Regions from separate parts of the Hordeum vulgare genome. Here all the other regions are linked to region 1. The links are chromatin contacts, called in public Hi-C maps. All regions are on one chromosome and are shown on one strand. Each heading gives the region's core, a stretch centred on a gene start, on an enhancer-like site or on the middle of the called end of the contact. The rest is flanking DNA. Distances are from core to core; before and after follow the strand shown. Region 1 has its middle 340 kb from the start of LOC123443047. Region 2 holds the start of LOC123443041 (zinc finger CCCH domain-containing protein 1-like). Region 3 holds the start of LOC123439562 (BTB/POZ and MATH domain-containing protein 2-like). Region 4 holds the start of LOC123443045 (ABC transporter C family member 3-like).

Region 1 (7,938 bases), core at 3,461-5,960:
CAGCCACCCCGCAGTGGTAGGTGGTGGTGGCGGGGCGGTGAGGGGTGTTGCTCGGCTAGGCGGCAGTCCGGCGACCTAGTGGCGGTGGCCTGCGGCGGGCGAGGTGGCGGCGTGGTGGCGTGAGGTGGCCAGCAGCGCGCCCCCGACCCAGATCTAGGCCCTACAGTCCCCATCGGGGTCCTAGCGGGCGGTCCCGAGCGCGACTTCGATGTCTTCTGCATGGTGAGGAGGAGGAGGAGCTCGGACGGGCGATGGCGGCGCCGACAGCGTGCAAGTTGCTGCACGAGGGTGGGAGCTTTACGGGCTTTGAGATCCCGACCGGGCCTATGGGCCCATGGGCGTGTTATGTCATGCTATTGCGTTCGGTCGGCTACCGTCATCGACAGTGGAGGTTAAGCCCTCTCGCGTGCCGACGGTGCTGCTGCCCCTAGTCCCAACTCCTATTCATCGTTGTGCAAGCCTCACCTTGCGGTGCCATGATGAGACGATGTGGGAGCTTCAAGACCGTGTTGACGGAGGGTGGACGCCAGTTTGGTGGTAGGCTCCAGAGCGCCCGAGGTGGTGGTTGGGATCGGGGGAAACCCTTGTCGGCGTTGTCGACACCGATGCGGTGGCGCCGTGGGTGCCGCCTAACCTTCGTGGAGGGCGTGGGGACCTACCCTTCCTCACGCCTAGTCACGTACCGGGGGAAACCCTTGGCAGCAGCGTCGTCTTCATCGCGGCCCTTGTGGGAGGTGCTAATTGGTAGCGGCACTTCACAGTCTTGGAGCTTGGTGGGAGATCCCTGGTGGTCACCGTGGTTGCGAGGTTTCTTCTTTTTTTGATTCATCAATGTCGGCATTTGTTTTTTTATTTTTTATTTTTTATTTCTTTTGGATGTGACTGTGTTGCTTCTGCCTCAACATCTATCGTTAAATGTTTCGGCTGGTTGTTTTGTAATACAAAGCGGGGAAAACTCTTTTTCGTGTCTAGAGTGAGCATCACGTACATGGTGATCTACTGCTAGGCCATGACTACCGGGAGCCGCGAGCTCGGGCAGATTGGATGGTGTTAGCGATGCACCAAATGTCGTAAACCATTTTAATGTGTTTAAAAAAAATCAAGCACATTGACACAACATCAATATATGTTGTGAAAAATCATATTAAAATTTGAAACGTTGCTTGAGATTAAAAATATCGAACTTGACATCAATATGATAATAGGCCAAATCTAAAGCCAAACTTAACTTATGTACTATTTAATGTTGAATTAGTCATTTTTGGTTTTTGAACTATGTTTTAAATTTTGATTTGAAATTTTGTGACAACATACATTGATGTTGTATGATATAGATATATTTTACTTAGGAATTTTCAAATATTATAAAATATGCTACGGGAGTTCAGTGCAACACGTGCACCACAAGCACCGGTACTTAAGATATTCTTCTGTGATGCGAGGGGTTTTTGGTTTTTTATTTTTGTGTCTCCTCTCCGATGGGAGAAGATGAATTCCCCATCAGCGGTGCACACTGAATCGAGGTCGGTAGACGGTAGGAGGACTAGTAGGGATGAGTCTTCCTGCGGGTCGTATTTCATCTTCAGGTCTCGGGTGCGGTCTCCAGTTTTGGGATGGTTCTTTCCCAGACCTTTTCTCTTCTTCTTTTGTTTCTCCTTGCGATCCTCTTTTATTTTTGTATTTTTTTTTCTGTTTTCATTTTTTCATTTCCTCTTCGTTTTTAATTTCCTAATTTTCATGAACATTTTCTGAAATCCGGGAATTTATGAAAAATGGTGGCCATTTTTTAAACAGGAGTGAACATTTTTTTACTCAAACATTGTACATCTAATTAGAAAACAAATGGTAGTATTATTGAAATTGAGAATATTTCTTAAATTTACCTACATTTTTTCAAATACATGAACATTTTTGAATGCACTAATTTTTTTCGAAATTACATATATTTTTCTGAGCTTGTGAACACGTTATTCGCATAGGCAAACATTTCTTGAAATTTTGGCAAAAACATTTGAAATTCTGAATCATTTGTAAATTTCAATGAACATTATGGAAATTCATGACTATCTTTTGAAACTGAGAATATTTTCTGGATTTTTTGAACAATTTAAAGAAATTTTTGAACAATTTTCAGTTTCCCAAATACTGCTTTCAATATTTTTTATCATCTAAAAAAACTTATGAGAATTTATATAAATTGTGGAAATCTTTGTACACATGAACATTTTTGAAAGTCTTCAATTAATAAAAAAAATCATGGTTTTTTTGTTCAAATTGACAAACCGTTTACGGGAACATTTTTTTTAAACCCAAACATTTTATCATTTCTAGAAGAAAAATCTTTCTTTTTTTACATTTGAAACTTTTTTAATACATAATTGTTTAATGAAGAAAAAGATAGAACATAACAAAAACAAAATGCAATAAGAATAAAAAAACTGGGGATCATCCAGCCATGCTCATGGGGCGACCCAATAAGAGCGCGTAGGATAGGAGGGGAGCGCTCTAGTTCATTTGCTACCGAGTCACACACCTAATAGAAGCTCTCTCAAGCAATGGTGCCTCCTACTCCGTATTTGGCATACAGGTCGCCAACGAGCGACCTGATGCGTACTCCCCACTTGCTGGGTATTTGTAAAGGCGGGCCCATTTTCGGATTTAATCTCTGCCGGTATTTGTAATGACAGGCACAACAAAAAAAAGATAAACAAATAAAGAGGCCGATATAAAATCTCTCCTAATAATAAAGCGCGCAGCGCTTCTGTCGTCCGTCGTCACGGCGCTTTTACAAATAAGCCCTTGTGCTTTATGAAAATAAACCCGCAGTACTCTGGCGTGGGGCCGCGGGCGCTGAAGGACTCCGACGGGCAGAGCTGCGGGGCAAGGAGGCGAGGCGAGGTCAACAATGGTTGTCGCGGGAAACGGGCAGAGCGGAGCAGGGAGCTCGCCCTCCTTCGATCCAGATCGAGGCGGCGGCTGGCCTGGAGCAGAGGAGAGGTGGCGCGCTCCGATGCGGCGGCGAGGCACGCGGGGACGTGCGCAGGGATGTGGACGGCGCAGGGAGCTGACGAGGCGAGGGCGAGCGCGGCTGGGGCACGAGTGCGGTGGAGCCGCTCGTGGCGTCGGGCCTTCGTCGGCACCCCGAGGATGGCCTCCATCTCTCCTTCCCGCCTCTCCTCCCCCCGTACCAGTGGGATCTGGCGGCCATCACACCGAGTTCGGCGGCGTGTGAGCATGCAGATCCCTCCTCCAGCGTGGACGCGACCCATTGTGGTCACCTCCACGGTTGCTGACCCATCCACGGTTTGACCGCCTCACTCCGATCTGCTGTTATGCCTCACTTCGCCGCCTTCTTCCCCAATGCAGGTAAGTACCGTCGCTGCCTAAACGTGCGTTCTAATCATTTTTTGCTCTCCATCTGCACTTCTGCAGTAGGCGCCTAACTCAGCGGCGACGATACAGATTCGCGAGGCACCGCCGCCGCCACCGTTGGAACCTCCGCGGGTAATCACATCCGGCCTTCCACCTTTATTTTACTTGGTTGTATTCTTGATTTGATCTGCTCTCAAGGAGTTTGCCGTGGAGGGATGAAGCTTGCCGCATCTTTTCAATTTTCAGTAGAGTGACTGGACTCAGACGGCGCAAGATGTTGTGGATAAGGGGCATGCAGTGCATATCTCACTGGGGATTTACCCCCATCCCAGCCGCCGCTCACTGACTGGAAGCTGCTGGATGCATCGATTACAATTTTTTGTGCTCGTTCGATTGAATTTATGTGTAATTGTTCATGGTGTTTCAACAAATGGTTATCTATTAGATGTCTCCTCCTCATATTGACCCACTGTGATTATTTAACTATACTGTCTTACACTCTGATGGCAACAGTTTTAACTTAGTAAGCCATATGCTAATATTTATGTGAGTGTGATCTTGGAAATAAAAGTTTATAGAAAAAGAATAGAATACCACTCAAAAAAACCTTCACTAAACATAGAGTTGTGTTGTACCTGTACTGACAAAGATTTGTACGGTATGAAAATATGTTTCAAAATAAAATAAATTATGATTATTAGTAATGACAGTTGTACGCATAGCTAAAGTCAACTAGGTTTTGTAATGCTGAACTAAGGATGGACCTTGCTCGGAGAAATAAAAAAAAGCTGCGGCCCGCCATGGAATAATATATCCAACATGGTTTCATTATGCTTTGTATGATTGTTTCTGGATGCGTACCAAGCAAGCCATATATTCAACAAATCGTTGTTGACCTAGATTGTCACATTTTCTTCTTAGAAGAATGTAAGACGCTAGAATTAGTCTATGCATTAGAATTAAAATCGCTAGTGACGAATTACCTCATAAAGTGTTAACGTGTTTATCTAACAATCGTATATCAGCTACACATGAGGCGGTTAAAATCTTCACGCACTCAACACTTATTGTAATAATAAGTGTTTAATATGTAGTTTTCTTACTCCCGTTGCAACGCACGGGCCCTTTTGCTAGTAAAGAAACTAAAAATATAAAGAAAAGAAAACCTTTGAAGAAACAAAGAAACGATCGGACCGAAAAACACAGCGAAGCAATCATCAAGACAATAGCGTTGGAATGAACGAGCAAAGGATTTACCCGTGAAACCTAAACGGGCCGGGCCAGTCTCGCGCAAGTGAGCTATTCTCTTCAGGTGATAGTAGCTATTCTCTTCAGGTGCTCGTTGCGGCAAAGAATCTCAGTTTTGCACAGTGCGACTCACCCTGGGCTCGCCCAATTGCAGTGCACCCCGCATGCGTTTGCAAAAACTAAGGAAATTAGCTCGGGGATAATGAGTTTCGAACACGCGACCTCGAAGTGTTTTCCCACCGAGCTAGCCACTGTGCAAGGCAAATTCTAGTGTTAGATGTGTAGCGTCAGGCTTAAAGAGGTAAAAACAGCGGCGAATTTAGAGCGTCGCTAGCCACCATCATCGTTGATTAGGTGTCTAAAATGTCAGCCCCCTGTATATGAACTATAAACTGCAAACGAGATTTTATTTTTGAAAAAGTAAATCTTTATTTAAACATTGAATTTTTCTTATCTCTGTAGAATTTTATAAAAAGTATAATATTTTGTGAAATTCAAAAAAAAATCGGGAAAAGGAACAAATTTCAAAGGGATAATGTTTTTCAAATTATGATTTTTTAAATGCAAAGGAAAATTGATAACCAAGAACAAAAATGAATATTCTATCTTTTTTATGAAAACATGCACAACTTTTGAAACCGAGAACATTTTTCGAATTGTGAACAAAATTATCAAATTATGAACATTTTTTGAATCAGCGAACAAATTTTGAAACACCAAACATTTTTTCGAATTGTGAAAAAAATTCAAATTCATGAACAAAATTATAAAATTGTCAACATTTTTCGTTAAAACGCGGACAATTTTTGAAATATGAACAAATTCTGAAACATGAACAAATTTCAAATCCGTGAACAAAATGAAAAAAATGTGAACCTTTTGTGAATTGTGAACAAATTTTGAAACTGTAAACAATTCTCAAATTGTGAATTTTTTTTGGAAACATGAATAAATTGTAAAATTCATATATAAAATTACAAAATGAACATTTTCGAATCTGCGATCAAATTTTGAAACCCTGAACATTTTTTGAATTGTGAACATATTTTGAAACCTTATTTTTTTTCGAATTGTGAACAAATGTTGAAACATGAATTAAATTCTAGTTCGTAAAAAAAATTACTGCATAAAATTGTGAATATTTTTCCAAGTCCAGAACATATTTTCAAATTCCGAAACATTCTTTCATATTTCAGAATAAATTTCAAGATCTGGAATATTTTTTCAAATTTCGGAATCTATTTTTTGTAAAATCTGAAACATTTTAATAAAAATCACAGAATATTTTTTCAAATTCCGGAACATTTGTCAAATTCTAGAACATGTTTTGAAAATTACGGAACGTTTTTTAAATTCTAGAACAATTTTTTACATTCCGGAACATTTTTTAAATTTCGGAACATTTTTTCAAATTCTAGAACATTTTAAAAATTCCAGAATGTTTTTTTTCAAATTCCGGAACATTTTTTAAAATTCTAGAAAAAAAATAAAATCCAAAACATTTTTAAACAGAAATAAAAAAGAAACAAAAAAGAATAAATAAAAAAACCGATTCAGAGAATCTTTTAAAAAGTTCCCAAAACCGAAAAACCAATTGGATAGTTCTAAAAGTTCCCAAAACCTGGATCGATGAAAGTGCTAACGGGCCGACCCAAACCCCATCGCTCGCTCGCAGCTTTTGCCCGCCTATTTGACACAAACAGCTTCAAATAGGGTTTTCCCCGATGTTTCGGATAGGACTCTCGACCTAGCTACGTCATATGGGCCAGCCATTTAATTGCTAGGATCCCGGTTTTGGGAACATTATAAAAGTTCGAAGCTGGTTTTTACGGTTATAGGAAAATTCTAGAAAGTTCTTGAACCAGGTTTTTTATGTTTTGGTTTTCTTTCTTTCTTTCTTTTGTTTCTTTTTACATTTTCAGCTTATTTCCTTTCTTTTTTCTTTTTTGTTCTTTTATAAATTTTATTCTATTTTTTCTTTCTCAAATTTATTTTTAATAAAAATATTTATGTTTTGAATAATTTGTACTTTTATAAAGAAAATGCTGTCATTTTCATATTTTGTTCACAAATTCCATAAAAACAGAATTTTCAAATTGGTTCAGTTTGTTTCAGAAAATGATCAGTAATTCAGAAAACAAATTCACATTTTTTTTATAAAATAGGTTTGCTTTTAAAAATTTATTTATTTTTAAAGAACATTTGTTCACAATTTTTGAAAAATATTCATATTTTTTAATTTTATGTGGAAGTTTCAGAATATGTTCGTGTTCGCAACTTTTAATCTAGAATTTCAAATAATGTTCCTGATTCTCAAAAATGATCATTATTCGCAAAAAAGTGTTTATGTTCTCTTAAATTTTGTGCACAAATAAAAGACATGTTCATAAATTCTAAAACATTTTCGAATTTTATTCACCTGTTCTAAAAATGTTCAGGATTTGAAAATATTCTGGAATTTTTAAAAATGTTCGCGCTATAATAACGTTTGAAAATGTCAAGAAATTTCAATAAAATTCATGTTCCTGAATTGTTTTAAAAAGTGAAGACCACTTTCAAATTGTCTGCAAAAAGAAGCGTGCACATCTGTTGAAAATTCGAGTAATGTTCTGGAATTCCTAAAATTATCCTAGCTTTCCAATTTTGTTAACAAACACGAAAAATGTTCATGTTTCAAAATTTTATTTGCGAATTCAAAAACCGTTCATGTTTTGTAAAAAAAATCAGACTTTTGAAAACATTCCTATTTTTTCCAAAATGTTCGAGACATTTTCGAAATTGTTTGTAATTTCAAATAATGTGCTCGTTTTACATTTTGTAATTTCAAAATGTTCACAACTTTTTCCAAATGTATTAGAAATTTTAAAAAATGTTCCTGCTTCCAAAAATATTTTAGTATTTTTAATAAATTATCATGTTTCCATTTTTGCAGTAGTTCAAAAATCGTTCACGTTTCACAAATTGTTTGCATATTTCAAAAAATGTTTGTGTTTTCAAATTTCATTTGTGATTTTCAAAAAATTGTTGAGAATGCTATTTAAAAATTATTAGAAACTTCAACCAAAAATCATGTTTTCAACACGTTGCAGCCGTCTCCAACACCATGGAAGTGATGGTTATCGGCGCTGGCACCCGCATGGCTCCCGGCAAGGCCTCAGCACGCACTGGCGAGCCCGCTGCTGCGGCCACCGATACTCTTCGGGACGCCATCGCTGGCCTGAAAACACCCGTCACCGCTTCCGCAAACCCTGCTGACGCTCGGGCCTCGCTGGAGGAGGCTCGCAAGCGTATCTTGGAGGAGGGCGTCGCCGTAGCTTC
Region 2 (7,938 bases), core at 3,840-6,339, 910 kb before region 1:
TATTGAATAGCATTAAGGATCTGAACATATGATCTTCCACTAAGTAATCCAACTAGCATCAACTACAAGGAGTAATTAACACTACTGGCAACCTTACAAGTACCAATCGGAGTCGTGAGACGGAGATTGGGTACAAGAGATGAACTAGGGTTTGGAGATGAGATGGTGCTGATGAAGATGTTGATGGATATGATTCCCCTCCGATGAGAGGAGTGTTGGTGATGACGATGGCAATGATTTCCCCCTCCGGGAGGGAAGTTTCCCCGGCAGGACGGCCGTGCCGGAGCTCTAGATTGGTTCTGCTCAAGTTCCGCCTCGTGGCCGCGGTGTTTCTTCCCGAAATCTCTCCCTTGATTTTTTGGGACGAAACCCTCTATATAGCAGAAGATGGGAGCCGGAGGGGTAACAGGGGGCCCACGAGCCCCCCAGGCGCGCCCAGGGGGGTGGGGCACGCCTGGCAGGCTCATGACCTCCTGGTGGCTCCCCTCCAGCATTTCTTCCGTCCAGTACTTTTTTTATATTCCAAAATAATTCCTCGCTTATTTTCACGTCTTTTGGAGTTGTGGAGAATAGGTATCTCAAACTTGCTCCTTTTCCAGCCTAAAATTCCAGCTGCCGGCATTCTCCCTCTTCATGTAAACCTTATAAAATAAGAGAGAAAAGGCATAAGTATTGTACCATAATGTGTAATAACAGTCCATAATGCGACAAATATAAATATAAAAGCATGATACAAAATGGACGTATCAGGAAGCTCTTCTTCAAAATATTTATGACGGTTCCCTAGATTTATCATCTACTTCCGTCTTAGCATTACTTACTTATTAGTCATGTCTCAACATCACCGATCTCTTAGTCACAAACGGAATCAGATTGATTTGGTATGTTTTGTTAAAGATGGATACCATGGGAAGGTCTTCTTTGAAAATGCCTCATATGGTTGCATGTAATTATCTTCTCTCGTCCCTTTCGCATTGCTGGTTGGACACACAAATCACTTGTTCTCCGAAACAAAGTTGGATTGGTTTGGCATATCTTTTCAAAGCTGGCTACTATGGGAATCTCATCTTTGAAATATATACTCATTTGTTTGGAATTATTTTTTATTATCATTTTAGCACTACTTATTGGACACGTCTAGACATCAATGATCTTCGAGTCAAAATCATTATCAAGTTGATTTGGCATCTCCTGTCAAAGTTGGGTACAATGGGAAGCTCTTCTTTGAAATATTTACTATTGTTGCCTCGAATAATATTCTACTATCATCTTAGCATTACTTACTTATTAAACATGTCATGACACAACTGCTCTCCGAGTTGAATTGGAAAGAGAATTTTCTATGTCTTGTTAAAGAGCTACCATGGCAAACTCTTCTTTGAAATATTTACTGTACTTGCGTGGAATTAACTTCTATTATCATTTTAGCATTACTTACTTATCAGACATATCTCAATATCACTAGTCTCTGAGTCGAAATTAGTTCAGATTGATTTGACATGTCTTGTTAAAATTGGCTGTCATGAGAAGCACTTCTTTGAAATGCTTCATATAGTCGCACATAAATGTATTTTACTAGACTTTTAACATTAATTGTTGGACATGTCTGTGCATCACTTGTTCTTCAAATTAGAGTCATATTGATTTGGCATATCTTATTAAAGCTAGCTATCATGTGAATCTCTTGTTTGAAATATTTAGTATAGTTGCTTGGAATTATCTTCTTTTGTCATTTTATCATTACTTATTGGACATGTCTCAACATCACAGGTCTATAATTTGAAGTTAGAACCAAATTGATTTGGTATCTCTTATTAAAGCTGGACACTTTGGGATGCTCTTCTTTGAAATATTGACGATAGTTGCCTAGATTTATCTTCTACTTACATTTTAGCATTAGTTACTTATTAGATATGTCTCAACAACACTCAACTCTCAGTTGGAAGCAGGATCAAATTGATTTGCTATGTCTTGTTAAAGTTGGCTACCATGGGAAGCTCTTCTTTGAAATTCTTCATATCATTGTATGGAATTATCTTTCCATGTCCTTTTAACATTACTTATTGGACACCCAGCATCACTTGTTCTTGAATCAAATTTGGATTGATTTGGCATCTCTTTTCAAAGTTGGCTATCATGAAAAACTCTTCTTTCAAGGATGTACTATAGTTGATTGGAATTATTTTCAATTGGCCTATTAGGTTAGTTATTGGACACATGTCAACATCACTGGTTTCCAAGTCGAAATGAGAATCAATTTGATTTGGCATCTCTTGTTAAAGCTGGCTACAATGGGAAGCTCTTCTTTGAAATATTTCCTATAGTTGCCTAGAATTATCTTCTACTATAATTTTATCGTTACTTACTTATTAGGTCCCAACATAACTGGTCACCGAGTCAAAATCGAAGTTAGATTGATTTGGCATGTCTTGTTAAAGCTGGCTACCATGGGAATCTCTTCTTTGAAATATTTACTATGATTATATTCTATTGTCATTTTTTGCATTAGTTACTTATTAGAAATGTCTAGACATCACTCGTATCCACTCTTCGAGTCAGAATCAGATTGATTTGTCATGACTTGCCAAAGCTGACTACCACGTGAAGCTCTTCTTTGAAATTCTTCATATAGTTGCATGGAATCATCTTCAGTTGTCCTTTTAGCATTACTTGTTGGATACATCTCAACATCACTTATTCTGTGAATTTGGAGTCAGATTGATTTTGGCATTTCTTGTTAAATCTACCTACATTAGGAAGCTTTTCCTTGAAATCTTTACTATAGTGGCTTGGAATTATCTTATATTTTCATTTTAACGTTACTTATTGGACATGTTTCAACATCACGGTCTTCGAGCTGGAATCGTAATCAAATTGATTTGGCTTCTCTTGTTAAAGATGGCTACCATGCAAGGCTTTTCTTTGAAATATTTACTATATTTGCCTCGAAATATCTCCTAAAGTCATCTTAGCATCACTTACTTATTAGACACGTCTCAACATCACTGGTCTTCGAGAAGCTCTTCTTTGAAATGCTTCATATACTCACATAGAATTATCTTTTATTGGGATTTTAGCATTAATTGTTGGACATGTCTCCGCGTCACTTGTTCTCCGAATCGGAGTCGGATTGATTTGACATCTCTTATTAAAGCTAACTACCATGGGAAACTCTTGTTTGAAATATTTACTATAGTTGCTTGAACATATCTTCTTTTGACATTTAGCATTACTTATTGGAATATCACTGGTCTCTAAGTTGAAGACGGAAACAAATTGATTTGGTATCTCTTATTAAAGCTGGACACTTTGGGAAGCTCTTCTTTTAAATATTGATGATAGTTGCCTTGATTTATATTCTACTTCCATTTTAGCATTACTTACTTATTAGACATGTCTCAACACCACTGTCTCTGAGTCAGAAATGAAATCAGATTGATTTGGTAAATCTTGTTAAAAGTAGATATCATGGGAAGCTCTTCTTTGAAATTCTTCATATGGTTGCATGAAATTATATTTTCCCGTCCTTTTAGGATTGCTTGTTGGAGATGCAGCATCACTTGTTCTCCGAATAGAAATCAAATGAATTGGTATCTCTTCCAAAGTTGGCTACCATGGAAAACTCTTCTTTGAAGTATGTACTATAGTTGATTGGGATTATTTTCTATTGTCAATTTAGGTTACATATTGAACACATCTCGACATCATTGGTCTCCGAGTCGAAATCGGAAACAAGTTGATTTGGCATCTCTTATTAAAGGTGGCTATGATGGGAAGTTCTTCTTTTTAATATTTGTTATACTTGCCTGGATTTATCTTCTAAAGTCAAGTTAACAGGACGCGGATTTTTTGGCTTCAGAGAGCATATGCTCCCTAATGAACAGTAAAATCAAAATAAATTTTAAGTAAATTTTAAAAATTATGATTTTTTTTTCTATATTTTGTTGCTTGACAATTTCATGTCATATGGGATAGCGGTGCTTCTTTGGTGAAAAAAAACAAAATTAAGTGTAATATTTGAAGGTAACACTTGACATTCAACTTGTTTTTTTTGCACGTGTCAAAATGCTTAAGTTTTTTACATGCAAATTTGCATGTACCATTTGGGTGTGACAACCAACACATCTATTTTTTTTTTCATTTTTTTAACATTTGTAAAATTCATTTTTGACATGCAGGAGCATGTGCTCTCTAGATGCAAATTAAATATCTAATTTTAACATCACTTACTTATTAGACATGTCTCAACACGAGTGGTCTCTGAGTCGGAATCAGATTGAATTGGCATCTCTTGTTAAAGACGGCTACCATGGGAAAGCTCTTCTTTGAAATGCTTCATATAGTCGCATCGAATTGTCTTTTTACCATCCTTTTAGCATTACTTGTTCGACACGTCTTAGCATTGCTTGTTCTCCGATTCGGACTCGGATTGATTTGAAATCTCTTTTTAAGGCTGGCTATTATGGGAAGCCCTTCTTTAAAATGTTAATTGTAGTTGCCTGAAATTTTTGGAAAGAGAGATTATTATATACGTTAAGGTGTCCAACCAATCAAAGTACTCCCTTCGTCCCTTAGCTTGAAAACGGTCTTATATTGTGTTAGCATGGAAAACGATCTTATATTATGATGAGGGAGTAGCATCGATGGTTAGGGACGGAGGCAAATTACCTCTACGGTTTAGGTGATGCGATGCCTTAACAACTACTTTCTTTATAACAAGTATTTAGATCTAGAGGGAGTAGTAATTTTTTCTTTTCTTGAGCAAACTCTTGCAACCTTTTTTCCTTCTACCCCAAGGTGGTGGTCAAACACCTTACCGTGTCAATATCTCTGGTAAAACAAAAAGGCTCACTGGATTTGCCAGGAATGGGACTCCTGCGTCCAGCTGCTTCGTTTGTTCCTTGTTTCCTTTCTGGGCAAAACCTGCACTCTGCCCTGCTTTGCAAAGCAGTGTGACAGACCGCAGGGGCAGGGCCCTTGCGAGCTTTCGGGCAATCTGAGGACCGTTCAACACGGGCCCAAGGCCGTCGCAGTTCTCGCTCACGTGCCCTGAGCCCTGCGTTCGGGCCCAACTCGCCGACGCCCTCGATCTCGATGCACCACCACCACCTCCATCTCCACGCCCCGATCGAAGCTAGCTAGAGGACTGCACCGCGGCGCTCCATCCTCGAATGCGAACCGAAACTGAAACCCGCAATCAATTTCGCGAAATCCTCAGTAGCACAGCCAGCAGTAGCACGCGGCCAGGCTAGGGACAGATTGGGAGGCATTAATCGCCTCCAACCCGGCCCCGACGGCGGAGGCCGGCGCCCCCAGAAACCACAGCCCCGCTCCTTCGCTATAAATCGGTGCCCGTCTCGCAGCCCCTCTCCACACCCGCTCCTCCTCACTCGAATCTGTCTACTCGGCTGCGGCGCTGCGCTAACCTAGGGTTTAGTCCGGCGGCCTGCAGCTAGCTAGTAGCCATGGAGGGGGAGGACCACGCCGCCGCCAACGCCTTCAACGGCGCCCCGACACGCCGCTGGGCGGAGGACGTGATCGTGCTGTCCTCGGGCAGGCCGCCGCGGTCGGTGGAGGCGGTGGTGGTGGTGAACGGGGAGGCGGACGGGCAGGGGCAGCACGAGGAGGCGCCGCCGGAGAGGCTCTACTTCAAGACCAGGCTCTGCGAAAAGTACGAGGTCACCGGCCGCTGCATGTACGAGGACGCTTGCACCTTCGCGCACGGCCGCGCCGAGCTCCGCCCGCCGGTCCCCCCTCCCTCGCACGCCTTCGCCGGAGGCGGCAGGTTTGTCAACGGCGGCGGCAAGGTGTGCTTCAACTTCAGGGACACGGGCGCCTGCCATTTCGGGGACAAGTGCGCCTTCCCCCACGCGGCCGCGCCGGCGACACCTGGTATGCCCGCTCCCCCCCTAAGCTATCCACCTAGATCGCGCACGTGTGCATGGCCGGCCGCGTCGATCGGGATCTCAACGAAACATGCCCTCGATTTTCTTGTGCAGGTCACGCGATTCGCCTCACCGGGGGCGGGGACCAGAGGGTGCTGACGGACGACTGGGGGAGCGCGACGCCGCCCGCGAGGCAAACCCCGGGGCCGCGCTACGCCGCCCCGGGCTCCGCCAGGGCGTACCCGTACCCGCCGGTGCTTCCCCGTGATCGTCTTGGGCAGACGATGCCCGAGGAGAACGGGGGCAAAAAGCCCAACAGGCTGATGCTCATGAGCCAAGGGAAGATCGCCGGCATCTACGGCGACTGGCTGGACGAGGAGGACTGAGACCGATCGATCAGCCGTCCACCCACCATGGTCGCATACCCCATATACCAGATGATTGGCATTGCTGATACATAGCAACAAACAAAAAATGGGTGGGGCTGATTGATTTCGTCTGAAAGTTAATAACTTTACCGTGGTGGTATTTAGTATTTATCTGTGCTGTATAATTCCAATTGTTGTGCAATCCGTGCATACAAATCCTATGTAATTCGTATGAATAAACCTGCGTCGTTGTCTGTCTATCTATCCCCATAATATATCATCTTTTGTTATCACTGTTGTTGCCCATCTGTCCGTGTTTTTTTTTTTGGCGATGACATCTGTCTGTGTTTTCGGTGGGCTTTACGGCCCATTGGGCCCCGTTTCTCGCTCGATGGCTTACAGTACAGATTACAGAGAGAGTCCCCTAAAAAAAAGACTACAGAGAGAGTGAGACGAGAGATATGCGGATCTGTTCACTTGCAGGGGGCTGGATCCGGGGGGAAGAGTTGCAGTCCTCGAGAGCCGACGGGGAAGAAGCATGGGATCTGGATCAGGAGCCCTGCTGGTGCTGCTTGTGGCAGCATGTCTATCGCTTGCCCCGCCCCCTACTCTGGCTTCTTCTCGCGGGTAAGCCCCTCTTGCTCTTCCATCCCTCGGATGTACTATGTGCCTGTGGGGATCTCTGGTTGGATTTGGGTAACCAGGTCCCAGTAGGCCAGGATGTGTTTCTACTTCGGGATGATATGTGTCTGCCTAGCTTGATTCAGTTTCTAGGATTGGATCTTTGTTGAGTTATGGTTTGATTTGTTCAGTAGCTGTTGATGTGGGTAGCTCTGTTTCTGCAATAGTAAATGCAGGGTCAACAAAACAACCCATGAAGTCCCCCAACCCTGCCCATTGAAGTCTTGATCACAGTCTTGCCTCTGCAATACCAGAGACTGGTTGTGTTAATGGGTTAGCTGGTCATAGGTTGGTTGTTGGCCTGAAGCTTGAGTGAAAGATGATCAGGCAGTTTACATCATAGTAGAATGTCAGTTTAACATCAGCCACAGAAAGGGGCAAGTCAGTTCTAATGAGGAAGTATTACAAACTTTTCCTCGAACACGAGCCAAATGCATGTGGCATCTTTCGCGCCAAACGTCTGCCTTTTCATTATTTAAGGAGAGACAACCATGAGGCACACCCTGTGAAGCACAGCGCTCAAACACGGATGGTGGGCTAGCCGTGCACCCGCACAGGTGCCTCTAGCCAACTGACATTAGGTTACTTGTTGGCTTTTAGCTTGGGTTATATACTTTGATGATCACAGAGTTTACATCGTCAATTTAGTCTTATCAATTCCCACTGAAGTAGAATGCAAATCTAAAATCAGCTATAGAAAGAGCCAAGTAATGTAGAGGTATATTAGATTTCTTTTCTCAACACGCGCCAAATGTTAGTGGTTTTTTATTTATTTGGAGAGGCAACTATGTGGCACCCCCTGTGGAGCACAGTGCTCGAACGCAGGTGGTGGGCTGACCGTACACCTGCACGTCCGCCTCTAGCCAACTGGTCGAGGTCCAGTTCCCGAAAGTCAATTACAATCGTATGATGTTCCCTTCATGGAAGATATTGAGGTGAAATTCAATTATTACCCTTTTCAGGTTTGGTTTGGATATTGCACAACCAAAATTACTAAACTCCAC
Region 3 (7,938 bases), core at 3,247-5,746, 770 kb before region 1:
TCGAAGTCAAAGGGTAAAGTGAAATGAAAATCTTATTTAGCGGCCTCACATATTATCGCCTCTCTATGACTAAGTCTTTCCCTTATAGGCCCATTGAAAAGCTCAGATATAGCCCAAATATGAAAAGACAAATTGGCATGGTAAGGCAGAAACTTGAGTTTAGCAAAGCATTTACCTTCTTAATTGATTTCAGCAAGGCCAATGCTGAGAAACTAATACTCACGTTATTTATTTACTTATAACTTTAGTTTAACAGCTTCCAAGCAGTTTGTTCTTTTCCTTTTTGTTTCTATTAAAGCATATAGCTGTAGCCGTATCAAATATACTAAATACAATTTACTCCTATGCTTCCAGATTGCTGGTGGTACTGGCATAACACCAATGCTGCAAGTTGTTAGGGCCATCCTGAAAAACCCTGATGATAACACTCAGGTAAACTGTCATCACAATTTTGCTTCTTTGCGTTGATTTCATGCATTCCTTTGATGCATATGTTTTTTGTTGAGAAGTATACTGTTCTTGAAGTCCTGAACATTGCAACACTATCCCATAATCAGCGATGCTGCAGGGCAGATTAACGTCTCTATATATAGTTTTCACGAACAACATCAGTAGTTCTATCATTAGGTTAATGTTCCCTGTATACTCTAATCTTTTTCTTTCTTTGTTCTTGTTGTCTAGGTTTCCTTGATTTACGCCAATGTGTCACCAGATGATATCTTGCTGAAAAGGGAGTTAGATAGACTTGCCAGCAGCTATCCTAATTTCAAGGTTAGCATTGTTGTATTGCTGGGGTTGCTCCATTGCCACATGTGTGAAGTTACTGCTAAGCATGACATCCTTGCAAAATTTTAGGTATTTTATACAGTTGATAAACCATCAAGTGACTGGAGGGGTGGTGTTGGCTACATATCAAAGGACATGGTTTTGAAAGGTTTGCCAGGCCCAGGGGAGGATTCTCTTATTCTTGTGAGTAGTTCCTGACATTTCTTAACATGCTGTGCCTTTAGCAACATATCATCTGAATAATTTTGTCTATGGTAGCTTGTTTGTTATCTCTCTCAGTGTCAATGAATCATTGTTTATGGATATCATTAACTTCATTGTTATATTATAATTGGATTATTAAGAAACCTTTTTAATTTCGTGGTTCTCATTTGGTCAGGTTTGTGGTCCTCCTGGAATGATGAATCACATATCTGGAGATAAGGCAAAGGATTATTCACAAGGCGAGGTAATGCAAATGTTATTTAGTCATTAACAGTACATTTGATTGCAAGTTAACAATCTTACAATTCGGTAATACTCAATTGGAATAAGGCAGGACTATGATTCTTAACCCTGAATAGGCAAATGACCTTCTTTGCATATCCATCTAATATAGCTGTCAAGAGCTAACAAGGGATTCCACACTATATTTACAGCGTTTATTTGCTCCCTTTTAGTCGTTTCATCAATCCAATTTGGGTTTCTTTTGCAGGTCACTGGCCTTCTCAAAGATTTAGGGTACACGTCACAGATGGTATACAAATTTTAGTCGATCGCCGGAAACGTAGGGGACGCTGACATGCCATGGCAGTAAAATAAACCGCAGCTGAACCTTTTTTTTTCATCGCGCCACGGCAATTAGTGCCAAACTCAGAGCAGTATGGTGCATCTTTTTGTAAGAATTTTGGTTCGGTTCCGTTTTGTCATCTGTGCGCCTCGTTGCATGGACACCTGAATAACCTGAGGCTGCCTGGTTGCTGGTGTTGTTTTAACCGGGCCTTTCTCTTTACGATACTGGATTGAATGAGGTAACAGTTTGATTCGCACAGGCCAAGCATGCCATGATCACAAGCTAGCATTGCACTCAATGAGTGGGTTTCTTCTATTTGCTGCTTCAGGTTAAATTTAGACCCTGCCGGTCAGAGATTGTTTTATCAGAATCTAATGACTTACTCTTCCCGTTCAGCGAGTATTTTTATCTGTATTTTAAGGATGCATTCGTCGTTGGTTGTGTTTTGTTAGATAATGAAAGAGATCTCTGCGGCCTTTGCATACAAAATCATAGCGTCGGATAGTTCAAAATCGATATGCACGTTGTAGTGGACAGTGATAGATGGAAGATGCATGCTGTGATTGGCCTCCGTGGATACAACGGGCACTTTGGATTAGCAAAACTACTATAAAATATGTCTATGTACATTTGTATGTAGTCCGTAGTGAAATCTTAAAAAAGATTTATATTTTAAAACGAAGGGTGTATGTAGTCCCTAGTAAAATCTTTAAGAAAACTTATATTTTGGAAAGGAGGGTGTAATGGTGAACATAACGGGTTAGCCAATGAATTTCCAGAACAAATGTTTCTCGATTTCGATTGTTTTACAGAAGAAGTGGAGATCGAACCAGCAATATCACCTGATGCTCACAATACCCTTCATTACTGATTAATTGGCAAGTTTTGCACACATGGTGGATGTAGCCATTTTGAACATGACAAGCAAACTAAAAACCAGAGTACCATTTCTGAAACAATATTACACATCTTTACCTAATAATAAAGAGGCTATCGCTTTCGTCGAAAAACCCATCGAAGTGATTTTACAAAAAAGCCCTTACTGTTTATGACATTAAACTCGTAGTATATATTAAATATTTTTTTAAATACTCATATCTTTTCAACCGTAACTCCAAATTTAACATATTATACATGAAATTTGATTAGAAAAATATGTAGAATTTAAATATGATATTATTTTATCTGTTAAACGTTTAATAAAAATACTATCTAGGGTGCAATCTTAATAAATAAGTCATTATTCGTCTTTCTTTCATACCGGTACTCATCCGGATTGGGAATGAACACGTCAACAAAATCAGGATTAGAGATGAAACTGAAGGTCACTTGACTGATTCTTTGTACGTATAAAATCTATATGCAAGCCGTGTTAAAATAGAAGACCTGTGAAATTTTGAACTGCATTTTTGTAGGATAAGACCTCTTTATTTGTATCGTAACTATAAATTCTCAAATTATAGATATTTTTTTATAAATTAAGAGCGTGTGCCGTGTGGTATTTCTTTCTTCCGTTGCAACGCATGAGCCCTTTTGCTAGTAAGACTAAGAGAACTAGCATGCATACCATATTACAGTAGTAAAGACGTTGTAGTGTAATGGTTCCCAGCGCTACCTAGGCACTAGTAGTACTAATTAATTAACCATCCGTGCACTGCCGGTAGCAAGCAAAGCATAATTAGTGAACATGAGGGGATCGATCAATCAACCATCACTGATCTTAGGCGTCGACCGAGCACTTGGCAATCACCTCCTTGACAAGAAAGGGGAAGCTTGTGCGCAGATTCTCGAAGTCGTCGGCGGCCATGGCTGCCGTCAGGTTCCTCGGAGAGCTGAGGAAATGGAAGCATGCGCCTTTGAGCTCATGGCAGTGGTGCAGCTCGGCCAATGCCAGTATGCTCGCCGCCGTGCCGGCCGCGATGTTCTTGCACAGCTTCTCCTGGCAGATCAGCTTGAGCCTCTCCATGCGGTATTTGTCCGCTGCCATGAGCAGATGCTGGGCCATGGCGAATTCCTCTTCTTCCGCTGTCTCCGGCGGCCATGAGTCCGTGTACACGAAGCGGAGCAGCGCCCTGAAGACCCGCGCCTCCACGTCGGCCACACGGATCAGGTCGGCGGCGCCGCTCTCCCTCATCGTCATCGGGCCGAAGAGCTCCGCGCTCAAGACCGGCGACCGGGCCGCGAGCAGACACCGGTGAGCCGCGAACGTCTCGCCGCCGACCTCGAAGACCACGTCGGCGCCCTTCTTGGCCGCGAGGAGGTCGCCGAGCTGCCGGCCCAGGTCGGACGGGGGCGCAGCGATGGATCTTGGCGCAGCGGGCCCGTCCTCGGTGCGGAACTCGTTGAGGACGACGATGTCGCACTTGATGGTGAAGGAATCGTCCTTGAGGTGCTTCGAATTCTCCAGGGTCTTCTTCTTGACGAACTTGGGGCATTCCCAGACACCAGCGCCGCGGGCCTCCACCTTGCCGAGCTTCAGCGGCGCGGGCTTCCGTCCCCGCCTCTTGAGAAAGGAGTGCGCGCGCATCTCCTCCTCCTCGTCCGCCTTGAAGCCGAACTGGACTTGCGCACGCACTTCTCCGGCGACGACGTCGTCGAGGACGAGGTGGAGGGAAATGTACCTCACGCCCACGAGCTGGTCGCCGTTGGGGTAGTACTCGATGACCCAGAGGCGGCCTCCCACGGAGAATGGCTGAGACCTGAGGCACTGCTCCCTGGGGAGGGCGAACTTGGTGACCGAGTAGCCGTCGATCTTCAGGTGGTAGTGCCCGCGCGCCGTGTCGGCCACGATCGCGGAGGAGCCCGAGGACATGGCGAGCCTCTTGTGTATCACCGGAGAAGCTTGGTCGCTCTCTCGAGCTCTCGCTCTCGCCCTCGCCGTGCAGAGCTAGTGGGATCCGGTGGAGTGGACTCACTGGGGTGGCTGGGCAGGAGGGGAAGACGAGGACGAGCCTTTCTATTTTGGGAAAGGTTCGGGACACTTCCTCACATGGGCTTTCGTACCGACGGCCTGCCGGTTAGGTTACTCAATGGGCCTTACGCCTTTCTCATTCGCAAAACTAGAGATGAAAACTTCGCGCCCAGTTGTGAAAATTTGTCAAAAAAAAAGTTGTGAAAATTTGTTCTTCTCAAATAAAAATATTTGTGAAAATTTGTTGCAGTATTTTTTCCAATTATACTTAATTATATGAAACATTAATATTCAAATAACAATATGATAATTAAAACAAAAATACACACTTTCTTTGTTTTTAGTTACTTTGTATATTAGGTTTGTCCTAAGTTAAATTTTATAACCTTTGACCGTGTTTATACGAAAAATATACATTTATAGTAACAAATATGCATGGATCTGAAAATGTATTTTATGACGAATCTAACGGTATTGGTCAGGTATTGTAGATGTTATATTTTTTTCTAGAAACTGAGTGAAAGTTTAACTTAGGACAAAACTAATATGCAGAGTAAATAAAAGAGAAGTGAGTATAAGTTAGTTATATAATATTTATTGAATATGAGTACCATTTTTTTAATTGAATATGAGTACTACACGTTAAATGTGGGTGTTTTAACAATATGCTATCATGAATTGCCATAGTTGCATGCCGATAGAATTAGAATAAGTAAAAACCAACTATTTAGGTATATAGGAAAACTCAATTTTTTTGCTACAATACTTAGAAGATACAAAAAAATACCTTTTAAAAAGGGACCAATCTATATGGATATTGAGAGCGATTCCTGCGAGCTTGCACTCTTGGGTGAAAAACCTATGTTTCTTCGGTAAAAAGGAAGATTTTCTTTTGACATGTATGTTTTTTATTTATTTTGTGTATCGGTAAATTTTAAGTGAAAAACGCAAGTATAGCAAATTGTACTTAATAACGAAACCACATGGTCTTAAGAACTACAAACCACACACGCACATACCCAAATTTAGCTGGGGAATCAACCCACCACCGTCAAGTTTAACAAAATTATATTACATCACATCACCACAGTGCTAAGGCACAAAGAAACAAACTAGAATGTAGTGTGACCGCCACATACTGCTAAACAAAAATTACCACACACCAGTTCAGCTAGGAAACAAGAAACATAGGGAGGGAGCAGTCTAAAGATCCCCACGGCACCCACCAGTGAAGATAATCAACCGCCAATGCGAAGAACACCCAGTCTCCAGCCCTACGATGCTGGGTAAACTTTACTTGCTACTCACTACTTTTGCCCCTAGTGTTAGAAGTTTTGCATGTGGGTCTTTTATCCGTAACACAACCCAATCATTTATCTAAGTGCACACTAGTTTTATAGTTGTCATCAGATCACATTATTTCTTTCTATTAAATACAATGTCGTTTCGGCGTTTTCAGGTCGACCAGAGAAGAGTAGAAACACCAAAAAGAACTAATCTCTTGTCAAATTTCGGGAAAGTTCCAATCCATCTATCAAAGCAATCATTCACATTGAGTAGAATGGAATTCAAATAAGCACACTTAAGAAGACCCCATATCACTCTATCCATTGAACAAGCAAAAAATAGATGATTAAGGCTCTCATCCTGGCCATAGAAAACACAACACATGTCACCTTTTCACCCTCTGATGAGCAGATTGTCTCTAGTTAAAATACTCTTTTTATTCAAAAGCCACAAGAAAACATTAATTTTTGTAGACACCTTAATTTTCTATTGAAATTTCTATGAAAAGCCACAATTCATCTTAATTAGAAACATATACAAAGACTTCACTGTAAACTTTCCATCAGGTGTAAGCATCCACTTAATCTCATTTCCCATCACACATTTTAATTTTTTTTCACATATCTATTTTAGGCTATTCGTGACGGTGCCAAGTACCGGGGTGGACCACTTAAAGGAGCCTGACCTTTAGGTCGACGAGGGGCCCGATCAACCCGTTGTAGGGGAGAATCCCTAAAGGAACATTAGAGACCTTTGTGTCCTCCAAGGCTCAGGGTGGGGGCGCCCGAGATCTCATTTGTCATCATGTAAACCCTAGACCTCCTCGCCTATATAAGGGAAGGTTAGGTAACCCTCTAGGGTATCTCATCTTATATAGCAACTCTCAATACCAATGTCATACACCATTATAACCCCTCGCACGAGGTACCCATCCACCATGAATAACATAAGCAAGCATGACGTAGGGTATTACTCTCCAAAGGCCCGAACCTGGATAAACCCTCTGTGCAACCTCCAATATAAGACTTCCAGCTACGTTTGGACCACTACCAAGGGATCTGATGTTATTTTGCACCGTCAGTGGGCGTGCCATGCACGAGCGGCGCTGGGTGGAGACCGGTCTTGGATCAAATCTTCATATGTTTCCGGTGGCCTTACGCCGTGGGAAAACATGCCTTTTGGATCCTTCATGTTCACCACGGACAAGGAGGGACGGGTCGACATCAACCCACCAGTCCACCCTATATGTGCAATCTATGTCGGCAGCGTTACCTTCACCAACAATGCTCGCGTCGATCTTCGATTATGCTTACCTCTAAATCAACGCGAGGCACGTGACATGATCACAACTTCGGTGACCCCACCGTTCAACCTCAACAATTTTTTTGGTCCGCACTAAGGAACTCAGGGACTGCGTACAAAGAGAACCTACATCAACACTTCCATAAAGACATATGTTCGTTGACATGGTCTGTGAAAACTGCCACATCGACCATGAACCAGAGGACTACTTCCTTGATGAAACAATATCAGATTGCATCGTCTACACAACCGATCTACTTTCGCTCTCCGATCTTGAAAATAGTACAGAAGAGGTGGCCTCCTAGGAACACGTTGATACCGAGGAAACCATGGCTTCACTAGCTAAAGAAAGGCCTACATGACTAGAAAGCTTTGTCCGCCACAGAAACAGACCCCCTACGAGAGGTCACAGGTGAGATTGACGAGTACGTCTCACAACCGAACGCATTACTGCGGGCTCAAGAAGTGGTGTCTAGAGGGGGGTGAGGGTGGGGGTGAATAGGCACTTAAAAGGAAATATGAGCGGTTTTTAATTTTCTTGAGTTATAGACAGATTTTTGCACAAGTTAAGTTGCATCCAATAGTTCCCACACATGCATATTTAGAGATCAAGCAACATAATGTGAATATCATGCATTTGCAAGAAATATAAAGGATGGTAGATTTGGAAGATCAAACACAATGAATACATGGAGTTTTTGGCGTGGTTCCGATAGGTGGCCTACCGAGGGTAACATTTGCGCGAGTCCATGGAGGGATCCACCCACGAAGGGTCCATGAAGAAGCAACCTTGTCTATTCCACCATGGCTTACGTCCACGAAGGACTAGCCTCACTCGGGGTAGATCTTCACGAAGTAGGTGATCTCCTTGCCCTTACAA
Region 4 (7,938 bases), core at 2,326-4,825, 520 kb before region 1:
AACATAACGATAAGCATTAAATAAATTAAATTACCTGGTAGCCGAAGCAGATACTGATCACAGGAACGAATACAACAAACACCTGCCATGCTACCTGAGACATCACCGCAATAATTCCAACTAGTTGTATGATGGAAAACGCAACAGAACCCATCTGGTAAGCAATGTTTGTATCCACTTCGCTTTGATCAGTTGAAGCCTAAACAGTTCAATCTTGAGTGAGCAATAATCGAAGTAAACAAATCAAACTTCCTAGGAAATCCGAGGAGATGCAAATGACTTACTCTATTCAAGATGCGCCCACTTGGAGTGGAATCGAAGAAAGACATAGGAGCTCTGAATATGGCCATATGCATCTTGTTGAACAACAGAGTTGCTGTTTTGTATGCAGCTGTCACAAGAAACAGTGCCCTTATGAGGATGCACAGCGAACTTGCAACAGCCAATGCCACAAAGACATAGATCAGTGTCGACGTGCTCACTGGAGGCTTAGCGTCTTTTGACACAGGAGAAGCCCAAGCCATCCAGTAATTGCTAGCAATCTGAAGTACTTGGAAAAGTAGCTGTGCTATCAACACAAATGGTACGAGAGCTCCGCCGTAAGCCAATGTGAGGTACTTCCAGTAGACCCAAAACCCCACCCTGCCTTTTTCCCTTTCTTCTTCCTGCACCAGCTGCCCACTCTGGACCTTGTCACCATCGTCGTTGCCATTTTGTCTATCTTTCTCTTCAGCTGATGACACTGACCTGGATAGGCTTAAAGAGATTGTCTCACTGCCTCCGTTAGCAACATCAATCACATCCAATGCTGTGAGAGCATCTTGGTGAGCACCAACCAGCTCCATTAGCTCTTCCCCTGAACCAAGTATATCGCTGTATTTGCCTGCTTGTGCTATTCTTCCACCTTTCATTACCTACATTAGAATTATCTTATAAGGAGAACCGAACAATTTATGCAATAAAACTTACATGAAACATTTGCCAATAAAATTCTCACCAGAATAAGATCAGCTGCAGGCAGGAATTCAATCTGGTGAGTGACATAAACCACCGTCTTTGAAGCCAAAGCCCCAAGCAAGCATTCCTGCAAATGGAAGAAACCTTAAGCAACGTGTTCTCAAATTCCTATTGAACAAAAAAAGAATGTATTATTACCTTGAAAAGGTGGGATCCTGTATGAGCATCGACTGCGCTGAATGGATCATCGAACAAATAGATGTCAGCATCCTGATACAAAGCTCGGGCTATCTGAATCCTTTGCTTCTGCCCGCCGCTAAGATTTATGCCTCGCTCTCCAATGACTGTCTTGTCACCGAATGGCAAGATCTCCAAGTCTTTCTTCAGCGAACACCACTCAAGGACCCTGTCATATTTCTCACAGTCCATCTCCTTGCCGAAGAGTATGTTGTCCTGAATTTTGCCACTCTGTATCCATGCCGTCTGGCTGACATATGCCATTGTTCCGCAAGTCTTGACCTCTCCTGATAGCTTTGGCACCTCACCAAGAATGCAAGAGAGCAAGCTTGATTTTCCAGAGCCTACCGTCCCACAGACTGCAACACGCATGCCTTGCTGAGCTTGAAAATTCAGGTCCTTCAGCGTTGGCAGCTCAGGTGAGCCGTCCCAGGAGAAGCACCCATTGCTGACCTCAATTGCAACATTAGAGCTACCACTTGGTAGCCTGTCCACAGCATCCGTCGGCAACTCCTCAAGGCATAGGAAAGATGCTATCCTGTCAAGAGACACCTTGGTCTGAATCATCATTGAGATTGTGTCAGGAAGGTTGTATATTGGTTCTTGAAGCACCCGGAATGTGGCCAATGCAGACAGCACCTTCCCTGACTCCAATGGTATCCCTAAGATCATGCAAGTTCCGAAGGTTACCACAGCGACGAAGGTCGGGGCACCCCAGAACACGAAGGTGGCCGCGGTCGACGTGTAAAGGTACTTCTTGAGCCAGCTTGTCTCTGTGGTCCTGAGGTCAATGATCTTGGACAAGAACTTCATTTCCCACCCCTGCAATTTAAGAATCCTCATGTTGCGCAGGATCTCAGATGTCGCCTTCATCCTGACATCCTTGCAGTCCATCAGCTTCTGCTGGAACTTCTCCTGCATTCGCATCGGAGGCACATTTGCAAGCATGACCACAATGGTGGCACCGAGCGCTGCAAGTGAGGCTGCCCCGAGGGTGGAGTACAAGATGAACAGTGCCATGCCTACTTGGAGTGGTACCAACCAGAGATCGTGCATGTACCATGAGAAGAGGCCGACTCGGTCGGCATCCACGCTGATGATGTTTATCATCTCGCCGCTCGTGCGGCTCTGTCTGGAGCTGCTGGACAGAGAGAGCCCCTTCTGGTACACGACGGAGACAAGCGCGGACCGAGCACGTATCCCGGCTTGCTGTAGCCGGAAGAACCAGTGCCGTTGTGACAAGCACTCAAACACCTTGGCTACGATGAATGTGACAACAAGGAGCTTCCCCTTGCTGGCGTACCTCTCGTCGCCGTTGAGGTACTGCACCAGGGAGTCAATGAGGTATGGGCCAACATAGGTGGCCAAGTTGTAGATGAGCGCGTAGAGCGAGGTCACCGCGATGTGCCACCACACAGTGCGCACAAGGGCCCTGGTGAGCTTGAACGCGGTGAACTTGGGGCCAGAGCCATCGCCGGCGAGTGCCTCCAGGTTCTTCTTAAACAAGGGGAGCAGGCCGGCCACGCTGTCGCCGTGATCAAGGTCAGGGACGTCGTCGAGGCCGAGGGTCTTCCTGTAGCCGACGGCGAGCAGGGGGCCCATCCAGGAGAAGGTGAGGACGCTGAGGAAGCCGGCGCTCGTGAAGATGGAAGCATCGACGGTGTCGTCGCTGCGGCCCTCGCTCGCGCCGTTGAGCAGAGGTTCCTCAGAAGCAGAGCCGCCCGTCGTCTTGGCCGAGAACCCGGCGACTACTAGCGCCACGGCTGCTAGGACCTCAACGGCGTCGCGCGCCCACGGAAGCGCGGGCACGGGGAGCCCGTAGGAGAGACTCGTGGCAGCGTGGACGGCGAGGGCGAGGGCGGAGAGGAGCATGAATAGCGCCCACCAGAGCTTGAGCGGCGCGGCGAACCGCTCCTCCCCGCGGCCGCGGTACTGGAGCTGCAGGTAGGCCGCGAGCAGCAGCCACGCCACTGCGCGCGCCGCGGCGTCCGCCTGGTCGGCCACGGCGTCGGGCGGCCCCCACCCGGCCCCGCTGCCGCCGCCGCTGTTGTCGAGGTACCACGAGACGAGCGAGTAGGCGCCGAGGAAGACCTCGAAGGCCGCCAGAGCCCACGTGGCGCGCACCGCGAACCGGCCCCACCGGAACCCGGCGCCGCTGCCTCTCCCTGCTGCGGCCGCTGGTTCCTTGCCGCGGGGGCCGGCGGCGAAGAGGAGGCGGGCCGCGACGGCGAGCGCGAGCAGGAGGTGGGCCCCGGCGCCGAGGCCGTGGAGGAGCGCCGGACGCAGGAAGACGGGGAGGGCCGGCTGGTGCTGGCCCGCCATCGCTGCCGCGAAAGGCGACGACGACGCCGCAGTGGGCATGGGATGGGCGCGGGCTGAGTGAGTGAAGCGCCGGAGCGGGCGGGCTGGGGTTGTATAGGCGGGGCTGCGGCACGTGCGTGGCGGGCGCGGGGAAGAGTCGTCGTGACGGCGACGGGGCGGCTGCGGCTGCGGCTGCGGCGCGGCTCGGGTCCTTGGGGTCCAAGGCACCTCGAGGACACCAGCGCCCACGTTTCACCGCGACCGCGCGCGGCCACCCGGGCGGGTTGCGACGGAGGGGAGAAGGGGGAGCCAGCCAAGGATGGAGGAGAAAGGTGTGGGAGAGAGGTGAATAAATTGGGGTTTTGGTGGTGGCGGTGCCCCGGAGCGATCGTAACAACTGCAGAATCCCGGCACGGCCGGCTGGGTTTTTGACTCGCCCCGAGTATCTGGTTAGTTTAAGTATCTTCTTTCTCCGGTTTAAAAATCTCCTTCGCAAAAGTTGACCATCGGATACAGTGATTCGTGCATAATAAGAGCCTATACTACCATAGACATATTTTAAAGTATAGGTTCACTCAGTTTACTCTGTAGGTAATACGTAGCGAAATTTTTAAAGGACAATGCCGAAAGATTCGGCCGGCTGCGGGCGGGCCGCGCGATCTGTCAGCTGTAGACGGGCCGCACCGTTAGATCTTCATCCAACATTTTTTTCTCGATGCAACAAATTTCAACGCTATACAGCATTTTTCGTCAACGGTTGCAACAAAAAAAATAATTATAGCAAAAAAAAAAAAATCAAAAAACGAAGAAGATGATGCGTGGTAGCAAAAGTCAAACGCCGGTTGTCGCAAATATCTACGTGACGTGTATGCAACTTTTTTAGTGAACGGTTGCAGCAAAAAATGATGCCGGTTGTAGCAAAAAATAACATGGTTGTAGCAAAAGTCAAAACGTCGGTTGTAGCAAAAATCCAACAAACTCGAGTTACGACAAAACGTATATGCAACTTTTTTACTGAACAAATATAGTAAATAAAAAACGCTTGTAGCAAATATGAATGCTGGTTGCAACAAATTTACACGAGAAAAAAAACTGCATGGAAAACGTTTGTATCAAAATAACACATGGTTGCAGCAAATTTAACGAAAAAAATGTTGCATGCACCTGCTAGCGAGGCGCGCGGCCCGCGCGCGACCGGCCGAACGATTCGGCCGACGCGCTGGGTGGAAGCGTTTACCTTTCTAAAAAGACTTATATTTAGGAACGAAGAAATATTAATCTTCAACGTAGACCTCCAAACCACGTGGTGTGGATCGTAACCTTTTTGCAAAACAAAACCAAATGAGGATGCATTGAAGGAGTCCGAACACAATCACGTAGGATTCCAACATCCTGGACCCACTCAAAACTGAGGTGGAGCTCCCGCTTTTGTATCTGGTCATATTGTTTCCGTGGCAAAACCCCCACTGTCCTCTTCCATCTTGTCGCTCTCTTACCAGGCTTCATTTTCGTCTTGTCATGCAAAAGTGCAGGTAGAGGTGAGTAACAAAGGCAAGGAAGTGGGGGATGACATTCTGTTTTCAAATATTATGAAGAGGAATTCGGCTGGTTGGCAACCTCCCACCAAAGAGTTCTTCAAGATTAATGTCGATGCAAGTTTTGTGGAGACATTAAACACTGCGAGTGCGGGGGTGGTTGTCAGAAACAATTATGAAGAAGTTATTATTTCCATTTGGAATTATATTGGGGCTTGCGATAGCGTTGAAGAAGCTAAACTTAGGGCGGCATTCTCCGGCTTATGTATCGGTATCATCCTTCACAAACCCATCATTTTAGAAACTAATTGTTTTTTTGTGGATTCTGCTCTTGGAAAGAACAATCTTCAGAGGTCAGCCCTTCTTGACCTTAAAAAGTAAGCTTTTAAGTTTATCGAAGATGACGCCAAATGTAAAGATCTCCAAGGTTGGCACGAAAGCTAATACGATGGCACATGAGATTGCGAAGTTTACTTTTATTAACATGTCCGACGGTGTTCTTATTAATAGTGTTCTGGCTTCTGTGGCAACTGATGCAATGAATGATTGTATGAACATTTTAATTTAATTAATACATGGTGGAGTTTTAAAAAAACCGCCGCCTCAAAGGGAAAGCAAAGGCTGCGTGAGTCAAGAAAGAGAAGGCCGACGGAGGCTGTGACGCCCTCGGCTTAATCGTACGCTAAACATACACGCAAATGCGTACGATCAAATCCAAGGACTCATGGGGAGATGTCACAACACAACTCTAGACACAAATAAAATAACATCAGCTTCATATTACAAGCCAGGGGCCTCGAGGGCTAGAATACGAAAGCTCGATAAACACACGAGTCAGCGGAAGCAACAAATATCTGAGAACAGACATAAAACAAGGGGTGCCTTAGAGAAGGCTAGCACAAAAGATACAACGATCGAACGAGGCGAGGCCTCCTGCCTGGGAACCTCCTAACTACTCCTGATCATCAGCGGCCTCCACGTAGTAGTAGGCACCGTCGGGGTGGCAGTCGTCGGTGGCGGGGACCTCCATCTCCTGGGCTTCATCATCTGGTCGCAACAAACGGATCAAGGGAACAAGGGGGGAGCAAAGCAGCGGTGAGTACTCATCCAAAGTACTCGCAAGTCTTACATCAGCACTAGTCTAATTATGCATCAGTATCAAAGAAGGGGGTTATATGTGGACTGACTGCAGCAATGCGAGAATAGAGAGAGAAGGCCTAGTCCTATCGAAGACTAGCATCTTCAGGGTCTTGCAGCAATAGACGAGAGTAGAACAGGGGTAACACAATAATAGTCATATTGTTGCAGCAATATTAAAGTGAGGTCACGCCTAAAGATCCTCCCTCGACTCCCTGCGAGGAAGCAATCCCGAGGCAAACTAATTCCAGTTAAGTAACAATTGTAGTTGTATAAGATCGGGGCACAACTCCAAGTCGTCCTGTAACCGTGGACACGGCTATCCGAATAGTTAATTTTCATCCCTGCAGGGGTGCACCACATGTCCCGTCACGCTCGATAACACTCTGGCCGGACATACTTTTCTGGGTCCTGCCCGGCCTCGGAATATCGACACGTCGCAGCCCCACCTAAGACTAATCAGAGAGGCCAGCCCGCCGGTCTAAATCCTAAGCACAAAGGGTTCATGGGCCCAGTTCCCCTTCACGCTCCTGCACGTGGCGTGGGCGGCCGACGTCAGTCCTAGCATCCCTTAATCACAAGCGCGATGCATCTCGGGACCACTCGGGCGCGCGCCGCTACACTGCTGGCATCTGAAAAGCTTCGGCTGATACCGCGACGTCGAGTACCCATAATTCTTCCCGCGTAGCCGGTTAGTGCGAAAAGGTCTCCGACCAACCCAGATCAAAATACCCAAATCCATTAGCATTTTAATTAGGCCAACAACACAGTCTCGCGGGAATCCACCCGTCTTACAACTAATCACCGAAGATCCCAGTAACATGGTCGAGTAACTGTGTGGTTGTAACATCGGGGGGAATCCGAGGTATCACCCTCGTTGGATTCCGAAGGATGTACCCGTCAAGGTGGGCTTAGAGGAATCACCCTCGGGGGTCCCACACTCGCGGGGTGGCACGACAGAGACGTCATCGGGAATGGTGAAAGAGGAATCACCCTCGATAACCACGACCGACTAGCTATACTACAGAGATATCATCAGGAGTACTTAGCGAGGTGTCACCCTCGGTACCCGATAGTATCCCTGTAGCGTCGTACAACGAAGGGGGGGTGAACGTGCTGTGTCGGGTCTGGCTCGTCGATCAGAGATCGAGATTTGAAAACAAGCGGGGCAACTGATCTACGGGGTCAGAGGGGATGACTGCTCCACCTATACTAAGCAGATTAAAGGTACAGGACTGAAAGTAGCAGTTCATCAAAAACAGGCTATGCATCAGATATAGGAGCTAACTACAACAGTAGCAAAATACTAATGCAAGCAGTAGGAAGAAAGACATAGGCGATATAGGAATGATCAAGGGGAATTTGCTTGCCTTGCTGCTCTGCGGCAAAGGACTGATCGGCAGGGTCGTAGATGTACCCGGCAGCAGCGTCAGTCTCGGGGTCTAGCGGTAAGAAGAGGGGGAAGAAACAATAAATAATAGCACCGATGCAACACAAAGCACGACATGGAAATATGCAGGCTAGGCATGAGCTAACGCAGCAACAGCCGTCATAGACGGGTCGGAAGAATATCTGACGATATTTTCCGGGTCTCGGGCTACTACCGGTTATACTGGAAACGATGGAAAAGTTCCATGTTTGCTATGCTAGGGACGCGTGACAGACGAACGGACCGTGTATCCGGGTTCGTCTCGCTTTGCTGATCAACTTTCATGTTGAAATTATTTTGATCTGACTTACGGATTATTTAATATTAATTTTTAAAGTTTTA

Evidence for each region. A called contact is a pair of places that touch in the nucleus more often than the background predicts.
Region 2: a contact with region 1 is called in a Hi-C map of leaf, with 3 times the contacts expected there. The contact joins the promoter of LOC123443041 here to the enhancer-like site in region 1. A contact is called at or near these places in 2 of 6 Hi-C or Micro-C datasets (leaf and seedling).
Region 3: a contact with region 1 is called in a Hi-C map of leaf, with 2.4 times the contacts expected there. The contact joins the promoter of LOC123439562 here to the enhancer-like site in region 1. A contact is called at or near these places in 2 of 6 Hi-C or Micro-C datasets (leaf and seedling).
Region 4: a contact with region 1 is called in a Hi-C map of leaf, with 8 times the contacts expected there. The contact joins the promoter of LOC123443045 here to the enhancer-like site in region 1. A contact is called at or near these places in 5 of 6 Hi-C or Micro-C datasets (leaf and seedling) and 1 of 1 datasets of contacts at active chromatin or transcription factors (embryo).

The regions. Positions count from the first base shown.
Region 1 is chr3H:78,349,436-78,357,373 of MorexV3_pseudomolecules_assembly, forward strand. No RefSeq gene overlaps it. Among protein-coding and RNA genes, the nearest start is that of LOC123443047, 340 kb to the right of the region's middle. Within about 2 kb of position 4,711, at least 2 of the 3 cell types and tissues checked have open chromatin away from gene starts, as enhancers often do. A contact at or near this core is called in leaf, where this site is marked.
Region 2 is chr3H:77,437,550-77,445,487 of MorexV3_pseudomolecules_assembly, forward strand. LOC123443041 (zinc finger CCCH domain-containing protein 1-like) reads left to right here and starts at 5,090. Exons shown (of 2, transcript XM_045119268.1): 1 at 5,090-5,892; 2 at 6,000-6,533. The coding sequence starts at 5,466. The coding sequence ends at 6,271. LOC123443040 (probable prolyl 4-hydroxylase 6) reads left to right here and starts at 6,705. Exons shown (of 7, transcript XM_045119264.1): 1 at 6,705-6,880; 2 at 7,897-7,938. The coding sequence starts at 6,792.
Region 3 is chr3H:77,576,205-77,584,142 of MorexV3_pseudomolecules_assembly, forward strand. LOC123439562 (BTB/POZ and MATH domain-containing protein 2-like) reads right to left here and starts at 4,497. Exons shown (of 1, transcript XM_045116258.1): 1 at 3,105-4,497. The coding sequence starts at 4,370. The coding sequence ends at 3,279. LOC123443042 (NADH-cytochrome b5 reductase-like protein) reads left to right here. Exons shown (of 13, transcript XM_045119269.1): 7 at 1-13; 8 at 89-140; 9 at 355-432; 10 at 682-771; 11 at 856-969; 12 at 1,166-1,234; 13 at 1,481-1,856. The coding sequence ends at 1,537.
Region 4 is chr3H:77,827,331-77,835,268 of MorexV3_pseudomolecules_assembly, forward strand. It overlaps LOC123443045 (ABC transporter C family member 3-like), which reads right to left and starts at 3,576. Exons shown (of 10, transcript XM_045119273.1): 1 at 1,156-3,576; 2 at 998-1,084; 3 at 285-914; 4 at 35-199. The coding sequence starts at 3,555.